Regions from separate parts of the Gossypium hirsutum genome. Here region 1 is linked to region 2. Evidence: chromatin contacts called from public Hi-C data. All regions are on one chromosome and are shown on one strand. The core of a region is the stretch at or near the end of the contact, and the rest is flanking DNA. Distances in the headings are between cores, read along the strand shown.

Region 1 (2,819 bases), core at 209-2,708, 360 kb after region 2:
TCTCTCATGTTTGTTTCTTGCTTGATAATAAACCAAACTTAACATTCTCATTAAGACCCCACATAAAGTTTTACTATAACAAACATAATTAATCTACATGTTTAATTTTTTTATATATCATATCCTCATATTCAGATACGTGTCAAGTACACACACATATATATATCCAAATATGTCGAACAGAAGAAAACTACGAGAAAAATGCAAGGAGAAATGCTAAAAATTAATACAAGAAGGCAACAAAAAAACCTGTTCCATATCTGGCATGATGGGGCAAACCCTGAGTATTCCATGAACCTCTAATTCCGGAGTGAGTTGAGTCCCTCCCCAGCACCTGAAATCAGAAAAGAGAGAACAATATTTAGACCTATTCACCATTAAAAACCTATAAAAATTAGAACAAAAATGGATAACCACAATTAAAACAAGCCATACATAGCCAGAGGTCACCAATAATTCCATTAATGCACAGTACAAAGCCAACTTTTCTCCCACCACTAGCTAGCATTGGAATATACATATTAACTTTGCAAATTTAAGATGTTACAGAGAAAAATTGACCGGTAAACCCCACTAGCTAGCATCTATCCACTAAGTGAATATATCCAAGCACATGATGTACAGAATTTTAGTGTATTATATAAAGCATCTCTTTGCATCTTTTTTAAAGAATCATTCACTTGGAATATATAAATCCATAATGTTAGAAAAAGAAATATACAAACTCTAAATACAATTAAGCCAGGTTTATCCTAAATATATCAACTTCTCAGTTACTTCCAATCAAAGTATATTATCCCCCAGTATCAAAATTTCACACATCTGCAAGTAAATAGCTAACTAATGAGTAAAATGGTATTTCATTTTTCGTCAAAATCAACAAAGCTGTATCATTTTATGGATAGAAAATGAAGAGCAAAAGGGTTTACCACTGATGGAGGGGGAAAAATAGTTCCAAAAAGCCCAGTTGTGGTAGTTGATGAAGAAGAAGAGTCCTTTGGACCAAAGAGATGATCCAAAGAAACAGACGATGAAGATGATGATGATGATGATGATGAAGAGCCACTCACTTGCCTTTTGTTTTCCATACCAGAAAAATAAGTGAACTTTTTTTTTTTTTCCTTTTTGGGGTTTAAAAAAATATCTTTCTTTGTCAACCAACGAACAAAACTACTCTTTGAGATATATATAAATATATATATCTTAAAACAAGAAACGACCCTCAAAGAACGAGACCGAACAAAAAACACAAAGACAAAAAGGTTGCTGGCAATGTCGGGCCAGTGGATAAGATTTTCTTTTTTCTCAGAAAACAAAAGAAACAAACCAAAGAGATAAAAGTAAAGAAGAGTGCAAGAGAGGTAGGAAGGAGGTAAGGGAAGGAAAGCAAAAGAGGGAGAGAGAGCTGAGAAACACGTGAAGAGTTTGCAGTGCAGATGTAGAGATATGTTTGTTGGTTGGCAAAGGATCCAAGCCTATTTATAAGCCCAAGAAAAGGGGTTTTTCACAGTTTGAGCTCCTTTTGTTCAACCCCATTTTGAAGATCGAAAGAGAATTAGACAAATGGAATTTTTACTAAAGCCTAGAAAAAGAAAACCCATGTGAATTCCTTCATTTTTTATGTCTGGTTTTTTGACAAATGGCTATGCATGTATCATTCAAACACCAAACACAAGTTGGACATTTCATTTGATTCAATTCCAACCCTTGTTTGCCACGTGTCTCCTTGGGTACTTCTTTTATTTTTTTATTGTTAATAAAGAACATGAGTCATCTCTACATAATTATTTCTTTTATAAAATTATTAGATATAATATAAATTGTTTGCTCCTTTTTGGTATGGTTTGATTTTATGTCAAGTCTCCATACTGTGTTTTCTCTTGTTATTTCCCTTAAGCTATCTAATGTTTTTAAGATCTTTACTATTTTTTTTGTACTAATGTCATAATTAATTATATATTCTCCTTTGAACAAAAAAATTTATTGTATTATATTAATAGTTTATATTGTTGAGGGGATGTGGAGCTTGCTTCGAGAAAAATCTGTGAAGTGGGGAGTCAATAGACCTCTCAACAAGTTGGTTTAGACCTGAGGCATCTATCCTCGGTTTTATTTAGGTTTTGTCTCCCGACTTTACTAAGAGCCTCAGAGGGTTCATGGAGTAAGAGTGCCTTCATCCATTGAAAAAATGTTAACATTTGCTCTTGATGAGATTTGAGCCCATATCCTTATATGACAATTGTAGGTAAGGAAGGTACCACTTTGTCTACAATACTTTGTAAACTTCTTTTAAAACAAGCGTGACCTCTCCGCAATAATGATCATTAAGAATATATGATTAATTTTTTAAATATAATTCTTAAATTACTCTCAATCTTTATATGGAGGATATTAATAATATATGTAATAAATATATTTATAAAAAATGAGGTATAAAACAATTGAGTCTTTGGCTGAAATGATAAACCAAATATGTTAAAAAATATAGTGTCTTAAGTCAAATCCTAGGTGTATAATATTTATATAAAAGATATAAAAAATAAAAACATAATTAAATAATATAATTTATTTTATAAAGTAATTGTATTTTAGTCATTATTAATTGAGTTAATTCTCGATTAACTCATAACAACAACTCAATTACAGGCTTAATATATAGTAGTACAAGTTGTATAAATCATCTTTATTAAATTCAAATGAATCCCACTTCAAATATTGTTTTGTTATACAATTTTATGGAAGAGAAAAGAGGACATATATAGCCGAAATTTAATTTGTGTTCCTAAAAGAACTTATATCTCAAAATTTATCTTGTAAAT
Region 2 (2,710 bases), core at 54-2,553:
ATTCAAAACTCTCTAATTTCTCCCAAATCTACTTGCATGGTGCCTCGTCATAGTTAGGGGTGAGCAAAACTCGATTCGATTTAAAAAAATTAATTTTTTTTTAAATTTTGAGTTAATCGAATCGAGTTATTTGAATTATTCGAATCAAATCGAATAACTCAAGTCGAGTTGAATTTTACAATTCGAATAACAAATTGGTGTAAATACCCCCTTTTGGTGCTTATCAATTTTGAAATTAAGCAAATTGGTCTCTTTCTCAACAAAAATTACAAAATAATTCAAAATAATTTTTAAATTTCAAAATGTTTATAAAAATTTCAAAATTTACATTTTAAAAATATATATAAAAAAGTTAAAATTTTAAAAATTTTGCAAAATAACAATTGTAGGGACCTAATTAATGATTTAAATTTATCATACTCAAGTAACTTATTTTTATTATTATTTTGCTTTGAAAAATTTTCAAATATATATGGTTTCAAATTTATGTGCTCTAACATAGAATTAGTTATATTATAATAATATTTTTATTTAACATATATTTTTTTTAATTTAACTCGAACAATTTCGCTAGATCTGACTCGATTCAAATTTTATTTCACTCGACTCGATTTGAAAAAAATTCAAATTGAGTTAGGATGATAAAGTAAAACTCGTGAACTCAATTAATTTAAAATATTTTCACTCGATTCTAACCCTAATAATATGCTAACACTATGCAACAAAGCTCGTAAATATAATCACCCGGAAAACTCTCTCCTTCAAATTTGTCTAAGCATTCTCTAACAGTTTAAAAAAAGCTCTTATTTTTCATTTTAATTGGTGCTATTAGAATTATACCATGTTTTTAGGGAAAAATATTTTCTAAAATTATACCATGTTTTGTAATTTGTCTATTTTTTTTTATGTTGAAGTGGTGAATGAAGAAAATAAATTTGTGATGTGGGTATGTTGTTACAATGGATAGGTAGATAGTAATAATTTAATTGTATATTATCAAAATAAAATAAAATTAATTGAAGTTCAAGGAGTAGAAAATGAGCAGAGAGAAATTGTTAAATTTCATCCAAGTGGGCTATTTTTTTACCCTTTTTAAGTCATAAATAATTTCTATAATTTTCTATAATCTATTTTGTAATTTTTATCTTATTTTCTATATTTTGTTATGATTTTTTATCAAGTTTTACAATTTTTATATTTTAAAAAATTTAAAAGAAATATCATTTTTTTTCACTACGTTATCCTTCTAGTAACTATCAACTATCCTGTCGGTCACGTCTCCCATTCACCATGTCCACTCGGTATGGCAAACCAAATGGTCCTCCTATTGCCGTATTTCAATCATAAAGCAAGTAGAAGAAATCAAATCTTGCAAAAGAAAATGGAGCAAGAACAACAACAACAGCCACACACATCATCATCTCATGTACTAATCTTCCCTCTCCCGGCACAAGGCCATGTCAACTCCATGCTGAAGCTAGCTGAGCTATTAGCACATGCAGGCCTCAAGGTCACCTTCCTAAACTCCCACTTCATCCATCAACAACTTCTTCGTCACACCGATATTCTTTCCCGCTTCGCCAAATATGCGGGATTCCAATTCAAGACCATACTAGATGGTGTCCCTGACGATCATCCCAGAGTAGGCAGTGATTTTGTGAGGAAGCTCTTTGATGGTTTGGAATTGATAACCAAACCACTTTTCAAGGAAATGCTGGTTAATAGTAAGCCGAAAGTGGATTGTATTATAGGAGATGGGGTCTTAGGGCTCGCACTTGATATTGCTGATGAGCTTGGAATTCCCATCATTCAGTTTCGTACCATTAGTGCTTGCAGTCTCTGGGCTTATTTTGCAATCCCTGATATGATCCATGCTGGGGAGCTTCCTATCAAAGGTATTATTCCTTTCTTTTTAACAACTTAACTCATCCATTAATCATAAGACGCTATTTCTTAAACTTCAAATTCGAATCCAGTGTCTTCTGGAAGCGAAGATAAATGAAAATTCTACACTAATTATTAGAGTTTGGGTTCACACTACGATGAGAGAAAATCCCGGTTTTGATTTGTCTCAAATTTATAGGGGTCGATTTCTTTAATAAAATTTCTAGTCCGTGTGTATCCACCTCACCGTGTTTTATATATAATTTAATTTTGCTATTAATTCTTATACTTTCTAAAAAGTTATAGATTTAGTTTTTGTACTTTTTAAACTAGTCAAATTTATTCTCTTTATTTTTTAAAATATAAAATTTTAGTCTTACCTCAGCAGTAATAATTAAATTCGTTTGGTTAAATTTAATTATTCGTACTATTCATAAAGTTATCAATTTAGTTTATTTTCTTTATTTGGATCATTCTAAATTTTTATATTTTTTCGAATTTTGAAATTTCAATCTTAATATAAATCACAGTCATTAATTCATTAATTAAATTTTTAATGAGTAATATGTAAAAATGATAAGTTGACATGAAATTACATATATAATAATATATTTGGCTATTTATATTTTAGTATTTTATTTTTAACTACATATCTATGTTGTAAATCTGTACTTTCCAGACATACACGTGATTTCTGATATCAAATAAGGCCTCTGACAAAACTACATGTGTTTGTGGAAGGAAATGAAGATATGGATCGACTAATAACAAGTGTTCCAGGCATGGAAGCTTTTCTTAGATGTCGAGATCTTCCAAGTTTTTGCCG

Evidence for each region. Hi-C and Micro-C count contacts between places; a contact is called where the count stands out from the background.
Region 1: a Hi-C map of leaf shows a contact between it and region 2, with 2.4 times the contacts expected there. The contact joins the promoter of LOC107957130 here to the enhancer-like site in region 2. A contact is called at or near these places in 3 of 34 Hi-C or Micro-C datasets (all in leaf).

The regions. Positions count from the first base shown.
Region 1 is chrA05:96,098,140-96,100,958 of Gossypium_hirsutum_v2.1, forward strand. LOC107957130 reads right to left here and starts at 1,459. Exons shown (of 5, transcript XM_016892568.2): 1 at 930-1,459; 2 at 250-334. The coding sequence starts at 1,088.
Region 2 is chrA05:95,734,273-95,736,982 of Gossypium_hirsutum_v2.1, forward strand. It overlaps the pseudogene LOC107957119. Among protein-coding and RNA genes, the nearest start is that of LOC121229556, 68 kb to the left of the region's middle. Within about 2 kb of position 1,304, at least 5 of the 9 cell types and tissues checked have an H3K27ac peak or open chromatin away from gene starts, as enhancers often do. A contact at or near this core is called in leaf, where this site is marked.